Regions from separate parts of the Xenopus laevis genome. Here region 2 is linked to region 1. Evidence: chromatin contacts called from public Hi-C data. All regions are on one chromosome and are shown on one strand. The core of a region is the stretch at or near the end of the contact, and the rest is flanking DNA. Distances in the headings are between cores, read along the strand shown. Region 1 overlaps myo3b.L (myosin-IIIb). Region 2 holds the start of gad1.1.L (glutamate decarboxylase 1).

Region 1 (6,395 bases), core at 2,278-4,777:
ATGTAGGCCTTTACTACTTATGCTATTGCATACAGCATGTAAGATTTAAAGACAGTATTTTAGAAATCACAAAACTTGGGTATTATATTTTTCTTTCAGTAGTAATCTGAAACAGAACACATAGACAGCATTATAAATCTGCATGGTACTGTAAAGATGTCCCCTGCTGTCAAAGTCACTTCAATTTACTTTCTGAGCAGCTATAATTTAAAGGCTTTTTAGGGCTCTGGAAATACACAAGCATTATTTATGATGGCCTGTAATGCTCTGTGACCCTTACTTGTCATGTTCCGCAATCATAGCCATCAGGGGCGTCTCTGACGTCTACTCTGTATAATATACTGAGCTAATTTCCATGTATCCAAGAAATAACAGGGAACCCTAACAGTGAGGGTTTCCATAAAATGTCAAGGTTTGCATCGAAACTGCACAATAACACATTTCGTGTGACAGCCTCCATATTAGCTCTTTATTAGGAAAGCTATATATTTTAGAATTGTGCTGTTCTTGGGCATATATGCTTCATTTTATTTTCTTTGATGGCAAAAGCCCAGATGTCAAAGCTTGAGCCACCTACTTCAGTGCATAAATACATACAATGCCACCACTGTATTTTTAAACTTGACTTTGGGTATGGCCTATCCATAATGTGAGGGTTAACAGATTTTAGCACAACCTTTAACACAGCACTTTGGTATTTTAAAAGTGAATTTTAGCATCATTTAAATGGATATACAGATCGTGCTTTTTCTGTATCGACAACAGTGGAACAAAGTCCAGTTAGTCCTACAGCATCTATACAGATTACTACTACTACTACTACTACTTATAAAATAATAATAATATTAATACATAATACATAGTACTTATCCCCATTTCCTAAAGGGAAAATTAATAACATTTGAATAATTTCATGCTTAAGTGTAAAGTAATGTATCTGTGTACACACACACATACACACACCAATATGGGAAAGGCTCCAATAACAGTGCCTTTGCTATAGTTCTCTAGAGAATATTTCCACGACCTTTAGCATTATGGCAGAGGAATAGAAATTCTTTGCCATCTAAATTTATCTAATTAACTTCTTTGGGTTACACTGGGTTTAAAGTAGAGTACACTAATGGCATAGTAGTTGGTATTAGTCTGGTTTAAATTTTGTTTTTAGGACCAATAATATTAAAATGTAATTTTGTCAATTAAGTTCATCAATACTTAAGGCTCCACTGAACCCAATACACTTGTTAGAACTTTGTTTAGACAACAGATGAATGATGGCTGAACATGCTAGAACATGCAAACACACTGCCATAAAAGTCAGGACTTCTGCATTAAAGAAAACAATTAAACATACACAGAACAGAAGAAAATGACATTTCCATTCAAATGAATAAGTTTCATTATTTGTGGCACTGATCATTTAAAGAAACAATTTACTCAATAAAATATACTCTCATATTTTTTGTTTCTTTATAAAATAGACTACTAAACAGTGATACTATTTCATTTAGTGAAACAAATAATTGTTTTTGTTGAGAACCAGGCATTCAGGATATAATGTTATCTACAAAATGCATCAATATTAGATGGTCTGTATCCTTCGATAGTTAGGAATCTAGTCCAAATTGCAATTCTGTGGCACTCAAAGGGTTAGAAGATGTCTGGTATAAAATAAAATCCAATAAAAGATGGGCATATTATTTGTAAAGTGGATATATCTTTCTGTTGTTACATGGTGTTCATATGTAATCAGGAAACATGCCAGGGAAATCATGCTGAGGACAGGGATGGTTTAGAAGCTAATGTTGTGGGTAAAAACACATCCACAAAGGACCTAATTCCTGCTTTTTATCATCACCTCTGATGTATGGCCCTGCGCTAATGGAAACTGCCTGCAAGGAGCGGTGCTTTCCTGGATCAGAATGTTTCATCTCCAGTGATGTCAGAGCATGCCATCAAGTCTATGTATAGAGATATGGCTGCTGTCTATTTTATATGGCCTGCCAGTGGGGGCAGTGATGCAGCAAAGGCTTCAAATGACTGTAATTTGTTGCCTCATTGTTATCCAGCACATCAATCTTCTCTCCCTGGCACCTTCGTCATAGCAAACCTGCATTTCTAAAATCCCTTTCATAAGCTCAGTTGTACTTTTCTGTACTTTTCTGTACTTTTCTTTATCAAAACCAAGTCTCATTGATTGCATCTGACTGGGATACATTTCTTCATCCAGCGCAGCATGAGAAAGTACAATAAAGTAAATCTATATCTATGCAGAAAATTAGACGCAATTGATTCTTGCCATTTTCTGCCCAATCTAACCTTATTGACTGTACCTTAAGCTAATTAATATAGGAAATTATCCCCACCTACTGTAAAATATATATGGCTATTAGAAGTTACTGAGGAGTCTAATAATCAAAGGAAGGTATGAAGTCACAGGCTGCCGCAACTCCTACCACCCTTATATTTCAAATTAAGTGGCACATTATATTGCAGCTTCACTAAGTTCTGTTACACAAGTGACACCACATATCACCATGCATAACTAATGACATCACAACAGGATATATTTTATGGTTTATTTATGGTTTATTTATGGCTTTTCATTGCATTCTATAACTAAATGACTGTAGGATTAATGTGACAGATTAATGTGACAGCCATGATCTCTTAGTAATACGTTATAATAAACTCTAAATAAAATGTTACAGAAAACAGGGTCCCAGTCTACACTGTATCCTGTTGTTGCTGTTTCCTCTTCTTCTCTCAGAGCCACTATCTTTTCAACACACATCCACACACTCTGCCACCTCTCGTCTTAAACCTTTGTATCTTGTTGCTTGTTACCTCTGGAATTCCATCCCCGCATTTCTCTGTAAGGAGCGCTCTCTCAATCTTTTCAAGGAAGAACTCAGATTCTACCTTTTGGAGCACGAGAACATAAGGCTAGTCCTGGCACTTGAGGGACAAGACTGTAACCTTGTACACTTTTGCCCCCAAATTGGTGCCTGTATATTATCCACCCACTTAGACTGTAAGCTCTTTAAGGCAGGGACCTCCTTCCTACTTTCTCTCCTACCACATTGCACTTAAACTGTGTGTATATATATATTTAGTGTATTTATTATATTACTTGTCCGCCCTGTGTGTACACAATATATTTATTTAAAAAGTCATTTACATAAGGAAGTTGAGATAGCATGGGTGGGTGACTATACAACAAAGAAGGCAGAAGACCTCTGCTTCAGAAAGAAAACATCATCTGTGTACTAGATACAAATAACTCATGTCGCATTAAGGATTTGAATTTGAATTACTGATCCTTTTAATCACTCAAACATTTTGTAACATTTTCATTAAGATGTTACATTTTGGCTCAGACTGGGTAATTTATATTGTGATTTCATCTCCCCATAACACCTTCTAATCCTCCTGCCTTGTTTCCTCTCCCTATAGCTGTGCAATGGTGGATCTGTTACAGACCTGGTAAAAAGCATCTTGAAGTGTGGCCAGCGCTTGGATGAAATGATAATCTCCTACATTCTGTACGGAGCTCTCTTGGTAAGATGGCTCATCTAGCACTTAATGGCAGAGTGAATGAAGCTTAAGCTCATTATTCACTTTGGGGTCATGTGGTATTAGGCTAATAGTACCTGCTGTGATTCCCTGTGGGGGTGACAGGCCTTTGCTGGGCCAGGCAGATGTTCTTCAGAATGATTGCAGATTGTTATCATTACGCTTTTAATAGTGCAGTAATTATTTTTAAACAGGGGAGTCATTTTTTTTGTTGCTTTGTCATTCAGGGCCTTCAGCATTTGCACAACAATAGAATCATTCATCGTGACGTCAAAGGGAACAATATTCTCCTCACGACAGAAGGAGGAGTCAAGCTGGTTGACTTTGGTAATGACTGTGTGTCGTGTATTGGCTCCTTGCTCTGTTCATTCAATTGTTTCAATTTGTCGTGAGTGTAGAAGGCTGGGAGAACGCCACAGGTCTAGCGATCACATTCAGCAGGAGCCGCTGGGTACTTTGGCTGTAACAGATGGAGCTCCCTCTGAGTTCCTGTCACATAATCTGTTTTGGGTGGCTGCATATAGTCTTGTTTTAAACTCTAAAAAATAGCAAAGCCCTCATTTACCAACACACTTGCAATCTGCTAGTGTGCCTTCTATTTCTGTGCAGTCACCTCATTTAAATTCAATAATTCCATCTTTTGCATATGAAAAGAAAATGCTTGTTTCCCTCAAATGGTGTTAATAGCCTGGAGCACATTCATTCCCTTTGAGCAGAAGGTAAAATGGTCCTTTGGGTCTGAAAACCAACAGATCCATTTAATTTGTGATTATTGCAGTCGATGTAAGCCTGACTGCAATGAAATAAACGGCTGAAATAGCGTGAGGCAAAGGAAAGGCTTCAGAGAAGGTCTGGATTTTCTTCTAAAGCAGGCATCGTCCTTCAGCCAGGCAGCTGCCACTCAGCTACAGCGCCCACCTACATTGTGATTTAGGGCCAGCAGATTTAGAAAACAACTTTCATTATTGCATCCAATATAATTTAATGCAAGATTTACCCCTTTTTCTTTATACAGTATATGTGAGCATGTGTAGGTTACACTGTAAAAGCTTGGAATATAGATTAAAAGCTTGCATCTACCTATCAAATAAACCAAACAAACAAATAAACAAACCAGTACTCAGAATTCATTTACATTTTTACTGTGCTAAGATAAATAGACTAGCAATGTTGAAAATCATATTTATTAAATATGGGATAGCATTTCCATAATTATATGTAAATTAATTAAGCCTAGGGCTTAAAGGAGAACTAGACCCTAAAGGCAGATACACACGTGGAGATCCGGGGAGATTAGTCGCCCGGGGACAAATTGCCTCTTCTTCTGGCGACTAATCTCCCCGAAGTTTACTGTCGGCTATAATCTAAATCACCGGCAGAATGGCACTTGGACCGATTTGTTTTCTGAAGTCGCCCGAAGTTTCCTCGTGAGCAACTTTGGGCGACTTCGTAAAACGAAGTGTTCCAAGTGGCATCCTGCGGCAATTTACATTCTAGCCAGTGGGAAGGCAGTTCAGGGAGATTAGTCACTGGAAGAAGAGGCGATTTGTCGCCGGGCCACTGAATCTCCCTAAAAACCAATTTGGCTTCGAAACAGTGGCGTAACATGATATTACTGGGCCCCACAGCAAATTATTTTTCAGGCCCCCAAAATGTCCTATACCTCCTGGGCCCCCCTGCAGCCGCAGGGTCTGCTTCCTCTATAGTTACGCCCCTGCTTCGAAATGCTATGTTTTATATATTGAACTTACTGGACCAGCCTAAAGGTTCAGCATCTCTATAACAGTAATGATTCAAGGTTGTCATAAGAGCATTGTGGATTTTGTTAGAAGAGTGTCAGTGTGCTCTGGGTAGTTGTTGAGAATTTAATCTTAGGGGTTGTCACATATCATCAAGCAGAAAATAAAGTTAATCTATAAATTTTTGCTACAGAGCTGATTATTCTGTAGGCCTGAGCTGAGTCAGAATCGGTTCCTCTTTAGTTACATTCTTTGCCCATCATTCCTGTTGAGCATGTTAAAATTAAATGTTCAATAATAAATTCATAATCTCTCAATGGATTACACAATGCCATGCAAGACACAAAAGGAACAGAGCAAAGAAACTTTGTATAGACGTAACTGGGTCTGCACTAGGGAAACACAGCCGCAGTCTTACATGAACAACCACACATTCAAACACAAAAACCCTCTTTCTCTTACAGTCAGGGTCTTTACTTTAAGATCCTTATTCAAGATGGAAGTATAGTCAGTTATTATGTTGTGTACCATAGTGAAGCTGGTTGGCTCCCTGAGAACGTTTAGGGGGCAGCATATTTTACAAAAGTGACCATGGTTTTCATCTGGGAATTACTATTATAGATATGGGACCTGTAATCCAGAATGCTTGGGACCTGGGGTTTTCCGTATAATGGGTCTTTCCATAACTTGGATCTTCATACATTATGTCTACTAGAAAATCATTTAACTATTAAATAGACCTAATAGGCTGGTGTTGTCCCCAAAAATGATTAATTATACAGTATCTTAGTTTAGATCAAGAACAAGGTACTGTTTCATTACAGATAAAAAGGACATTTTTATTTTAAAAAATTGATTATCTTAATAAAATGGAGTTTTAGTTATTCCCTTAATTTGGAGCTTTCTGTATAACACTTTTCCAGATAATGTATCCCTTATCTGTATTGTTATTTGTTTTAGGGCTGTTTCTTTTGCATTTTTTTAAAACTATTACAACTGTCTGTAACAGGTGTTTCAGCACAACTGACCAGTGCCCGCTTACGGAGAAACACATCTGTGGGGACTCCATTTTGGATGGCC
Region 2 (6,395 bases), core at 2,717-5,216, 180 kb after region 1:
GCCTGGCTAGGGATGGCTGATCCCAGGGAAAAAAAATAAATATATAGGAAGGCCAGCTGTGGCACAGTAGACTGGAATAGATTGAAATAGAAGGGAGATAGTACAGCTACCCAGGTTGATTAGAAAAAAGGTGCAGAGATCTATTATGGCAGAACCAAATTCCAAATTTGGAGGGGAGAAGAAAGGGAGCTAGGAAGTATAAGTGAAGGGAGGGAATAAAAACAGAAATCTGGCTAGGATGGCGTAGGAGATGGACTTGTCATATGCAAAGCAACAAACCATAAAAACTGGATAGGCAATATGTCATTTAGTATTCTTCCTATACCTTGAAGGATTTTTGAAATCACATGAGATGACACAATCAAACAATGACATCACATACTGTATAACACAGAAAAATACATCATGTCTCTGATGATAGTATATACCTTCTTTCTGTGCCATACCTAATTAAATCAGTTGCCCGAATAGCCTTCATATAGGATGAAAAAATAATGCTTATCTACAGAATGCATACATTGAAAGGAAAGGAATAGTAATTAAGTGATGATACACATTCCTGGAACAGCACTAGCCATTACAGAGGTTATCTGTTCCTGCTGACACAGAGGAGGATGTGTTTTTTGCCTCCGGTGCTCTCTCCAGTGTAGTATCACAGCATTTAAACCCTGGTACTGATAAAGGGGGAACCTAGTGTTCCAATGCACTTATTAAATAATTGTAACAGCTTTAATTTCCTTCAAGATGCCAGTCACCTCACAAGAAAACACATACAACTAGAGAGAACTGAATGCAAAGCAATATAGAGAACTACTAGAATATGTTTAAAGGGAACAAACACCTTCCATAGCAGTGTTGCTCTGCGCAAATGTTTCTAGACTACAACTTCCAGTATGCGCCATAATGCTATCAAGGGTAAAATGAAACAGAATACTCAACTCAGTGATAGGTGCTTCATGTGGGACCCAAAGCTGCACACGGGCCAGAAACAAATAATAAACAAAATCCAATGGCACATTAAATTATGAGCAAGTTTAGCCCAATAGCATAGAGCGTTTGCTTACATTTTTGAGCCTAGCTGGGCTTGAAAGCATGTTTCCAGTGCATCTGTAGTTAAGCTTGGGGTTCCTATTTTAGAGCATTAGGGTATATAAAGAGTCAGTTTTAGGGAAGAAATATATAAAATTTACTGTAATATTAATATATTAGCTATGCACAGATACAGCTAAAGGTGCAGCAGAATGGAAAGCCTGATTCATTAAATCGCTACCCCTGTTTTCCTACATTGCCTCCTCTTCTATAACTCTAGCTATGGTGGAAATGATGCTGAATAACAGGAATATGAGCGGAATGTGACATCCAGACTAACCTATAACTTGTTTAGACCTACCTTAGTTTTACTCCTGAGCCAAGCCATTACCTACTAAAGCCAAATTTTTGTTTAGACAGTCCATGATGCATTGGGTTTTAAAAACCTCTATCTTTTTCTATCTTTTGGCACAGCATTTTGGAGCATATTTATGAAACATGTTATTGTGATATGTGAGATAGTATCACTAAATGTTGTGTTATTATGAGACTGATTCATCAAAATGTCTAAAACAAGCACATGAAGAATGAATCAGCTGGACAATATAACTTGACATGCATTGATAACATCTGTGAGAGATCATATCCCCCATTTGATCGATGCAGCCTTCTCATTGAAAGCCACGTCAGTAGCCTGCATGATTATTATTGGCTCCTCATGCTTATTATTTCCAGCCCTCCTCACAGAGCCTCATTTCTAAATAGATTTGTATAGAAAAGCTTAGAATGTGTGACATGATCTCTAGGAGATAACTGAGAGAATAGTTTTTTAATTACATGGAAAGTGGCTTAAAACAAAGTCAAAGTGAAATGTGTATATGAGTAGGACACAAGACGGAAAGCAACAGCTACAGGTCCAAGCTTCCTATGTGTTCCAATGCAAAGACCCTTCTCCACTAATGCACTTTAGCTATTTGATATTAACCATCAGCATGAGGTAGGATGAAAATGGATAGAACTTTTGAAGGTTCAAGAACAAGCTTAGAAGAGGACGTGGGAGTGCCAGACTTATTTAGACCTCCTGCCATGAAACAGCTCAGTGGGATTGTGTATAACACTTAACTACATGGGTAGATATGTGTAAACACACAAAGCATACTGTGAAACCACCAAAGCATCAAAATGCTAACCTAAGAAACAAATGAGCAAGGCTAACCGGGGAAGCAGAAGTAGGAAGAGTGAAGATGGGAGCAGAGAGTGTCAGGAGTCCTTAGATCAAGCAGGCAGAAGAAATGAGTAAATATAAAGTGGAGCAAAAATTTGAAATAATAGCAAAATGGGACAGGAAAAGAAGGGAGATAAGAAAAAGTGAATGGAGAGAGAGAAAAAGAAGGAATAGAGAAGTGGGGCTGGAGAAAGTAAGGGAGAGGTGATGTTTGAAGAGTGGGCAGAATTGGAGCGACACATAAGAATAAAGAATGTAATAAGGAAAACTGGAGAGAAAGAAGTAGAGAAGTGGTCTGGAGAAGATAGTAGGGAGAAGAGTATGACAGAGGGATAAGGATTACTAGCAACAGTGAAAAGAATGAGGAAAAGTTATAACAAATAAGGAATTGTCTAAATAACTAGGCGGGAGTGATGGGACAAGAAGGGTTAAAAAAGGAGAAAGTGATTCAGAAGGGAACATGAGAAGACATAGAAAGAGTAGGAAGCAATAAGGAAAAGAGGAAACAGAGAGGGACGGGCTGAAGTGGAGAAGGTTGGGTGGGTGGTTGATGAAACATTCCTATGCTGTCCTGGCTCAAAACAGGACAAAAATTATAGAAACAAAAAATCTGTTCTGCATTATACAATTCTTGCATGTGTATTATTAGATGCTATGTTTTCGATGTATTTTTTTCACTTTTAGTACCTCCCAGGCAGCAGTGTTACGCGCTCAGGCAGGCTAAGCCCATCACTGTCCATGGTGCTGAAAAGACAGAAGCTTGGAAATTGCTCTGCATTGGGTCACTTTCTCTTACATCCCTCATAATTGACATCTTAGTTTTACTTATTGAAGAAAAAATTCAGATAGTTGATAATATCCTAGGATTTAAGATAAACGCTGTGTGTTTGGTTTATTGTTTATATACCACTAGCAATTGATGGTATCAGCCCCTAAGTCTTTGCCAACTTTAAAGCTAATCATGGGTTTTTCTTTTTTTTTTTCAAACTTGCAGATTAATTTGGAAAATGACTATATATATATATATATATATATATATATATATATATATATATATATATATATATATATATAGACATTCTCTTTATAGAACCTATACATTGTTAAGAACGATTTATTGCAAAAGGCTCATTGTTCATGATATGGATTTATTTGCTAGAACGGTGATGCCCTCTAGTGTCCACTGGGTGACAAAACAAACAACATCCATCATCCCGATGAAATGTATGTAGGATTTAATGACATTAAAAGGACAGCCTGAATATTTGGAGACTGTATTAAACAGTATAAGTTGGGCACGCCTTTTCCAGTTGCTAAAGCAAGAAATCTGATTAAATAAGAAAAAAATAAATGGGTCAAACTATAGGCAGTCAAACTTTAAGAAACGATGAAGACAATAATGCAATGAAAGTGCTAAAATAAAACAAAAATGTGTCTGAGACAAGGGGGAAGTTCAGGGGGGATTTTAAGCAGCCAAGGAGGATAATGAATCAATGTTATGCAATCACAATACTATTGTTTCACCCCGTCTTATAACTTAAGTGTTGATTAACCCCTTTAGCAGGACTCAGGGGAATAACAACTGTATCTCTCTCCCCCCATCTGGATCTGTCTATTGGAACATGGGGGTGGGATAATAGATGAGGGCTTTTCCATGGGAAAAGAGTGTGATGGGTGTATAATGTACAGCCCCAGTATTCCCTACGTACTGCTCTCCAACCTGCAGGCATAAAGGAACAGGGGAAAGTCAGTCACGTTAGCCTGTGGCTGGACACACGAGCTGCTCAGCAAGTGATGTGCTCCCTACACACTGTGTGGACTAAAGGAGGCGCCAGTGACTCATGCCTGCGCACACACACAAACTGCCTCTCCTGCCTGTCTTTAAAATAGCACATCCAAGCACTTGTGGAGGAGACAGGGGCATCCTTAATTCCTTCCTGCGCCCCCATTGACATTCAAACGTCTTTCTTTTCTGGAGTTTGTATAAAGAGGAGTTTATCTGGCTGCTAGGTCCACACTTCAGCCAGTTGGACTAAAGTGTTCTGGATTTGGGTCCCTCCAGGTACAGTAGTAGGTAAGCTGCTCATTTCATTATTTGCTCATATAGATTGACAGGCAGACCGATAAATTATATGATAGACAGATAGTCACAAACAGTCAGACAGATAGATGATAGATAGATAGATAGATAGATAGATAGTTAGATAGATAGATAGATAGATAGATAGATAGATAGATAGATAGATAGATAGATAGATAGATAGAGGATAAGATAGGAATTCTTGCATAAGTGATAATATAACCTGTTACACCATCCTATGCTCACAGCTCTGGCATCTCGTTCAAGGAGGATACAGGGCTCACCTTGCTCTCAGCGATGCCCATAAACCACACATCCTTTCATTTGATCAATTCATTTCTAATGAATATTTGATTTCATTGGAAGAAACATAAAACCTGTGGAGGGTGACACCAACCTGATCAACACACCGACATTTGGTAAATTGTGCAAAAGCACACAATACTAATGAATCAGTGAGGGTTCTCATTTATTTTAGAGCACCAGAGACATGTTTGTACAAATTTCAGACATCAATGTCTTTGTATTATATATAGAGAGAGAGATAGGGTGGACGTTAGATTAATAAATAGATAGATTCTTACTGTATTTGGTATCTTTAAATGTACATTTAAAAGCTTTTAACAGTTTTCTGCTTTATGATACAAATAACTTTAATATCTATATTAAATGCATTACCTACCTTCAGTGCAGCCCAACACACAAACAGGTATAATTTTAGGGGGAATCAGAGACACAAAAGGCATATTTATCAAGCCAGTATTTCTAGATCTCTCTGTATTCTTTGTGTTGAAATAATTTGGTGTGCTAATCCTCCCCTGTCCCTGTGCAATTCCCCCCGACACAAGTCATTATGAGAGAGCTCAGTGCCCATTGATATAATTACTGGAGATCGCATGCTCCACTGAGCCAGTCTGTTCTACACAGGACAAATCGCTTAGGCAAAAGCCTGGAAATAATGTCACTTCAAACGACTTTTGCCTCCTTGGAGCCCTCAATGCCAGAGATGGCCTAAGAAGTTCTCCCTTTGTTAGCCAAGTGCTCGCAGCAGAATTAGGATCTAGGTCATTGCCACCAGGACACTGACTTGCCATTGGCATCTTCATTTAAGTTGGATCTATTGAGTCTGTGCTTTCTTGGTCTTAACAATGACTTCCCTTCTATGTTTGAGGTGGATCTCGCTATCCAGTCTTCAAAGAGGATTGTGAACATTAGGCAAAATCATCAGTCCAAAAGGATTGTCTCTGGAGAGATGGCATCGTCTTCCCCTTCATCGTCCGACACCAACCAAGACACCAACCCCATCAATCTGCGACCCACAAGTAGGAAACCATTATTTTGTATTCATCCTTCCATTTAGCAGAACAAGGGGAAATGCAATAAAATAAAACTGAATGTCCCCTTTCCCGTGTGGGAAGCTGTATGTTTGGAGGGTGATTTATTTAAGTCACAAAAGTAAAATGTAGCATAAAAAAAGAAAATCTGTCAGGATTTTGCTGGTGATTTGAATCACAATCTGTGCAATTTGCTGGTTTTATGTTCTTTCTGTACAATCTATAATCACCCAGCATTTTGTTAGTAATTACAGCTACTGGGGACTAAATTACATGTAAGTGGATGGCATTGTACTTGGCAATAGGAGCAGGCTGGGGGGTTAAATTTACCCCCAGCTCTGCCTGACCAATTTAGGCTACTCTGTTGAAAAGGGGGAAGGTGGGTGAGGTGATCACCATAGACAAAGAGAGGGAAGGGAGTGTGGCTGTGAGTCTGAGGAGGATGCAGGGGCTCTGATGCATGAACAGAGAGTCATTATTGTGATCATTCTGGAACGAAATAGAATGGAGGGGGGGAATCAAACTCACAAATCAGAGAAAGAAACAATAAAGGCATTTGCCTTGAGCTCTCTGGACATTGCACTGTGTTCTTAATAGATGGTATTAATCTGAATAGACTTCATTAGCCAATAAAAACCTTTAGCCTTTAGTCGATGGGACCTGCAGAGATTTTACGTTGTGACTTGTTTATTGGTCTTCTTATAAAACTTTGTGTTGTGCTGGCGAA

Evidence for each region. Hi-C and Micro-C count contacts between places; a contact is called where the count stands out from the background.
Region 2: a Hi-C map of the XTC cell line shows a contact between it and region 1, with 2.7 times the contacts expected there. The contact joins the promoter of gad1.1.L here to the enhancer-like site in region 1. A contact is called at or near these places in 2 of 4 Hi-C or Micro-C datasets (the XL177 cell line and the XTC cell line).

What each region holds. Positions count from the first base shown.
Region 1 is chr9_10L:75,457,829-75,464,223 of Xenopus_laevis_v10.1, forward strand. myo3b.L (myosin-IIIb) reads left to right here. Exons shown (of 34, transcript XM_041576285.1): 4 at 3,457-3,561; 5 at 3,804-3,903; 6 at 6,325-6,395. Among protein-coding and RNA genes, the nearest start is that of myo3b.L, 13 kb to the left of the region's middle. Within about 2 kb of position 3,528, at least 1 of the 7 cell types and tissues checked has an H3K27ac peak or open chromatin away from gene starts, as enhancers often do.
Region 2 is chr9_10L:75,635,380-75,641,774 of Xenopus_laevis_v10.1, forward strand. It overlaps gad1.1.L (glutamate decarboxylase 1), which reads left to right and starts at 3,967. Exons shown (of 17, transcript XM_018233979.2): 1 at 3,967-4,328; 2 at 5,506-5,656. The coding sequence starts at 5,587.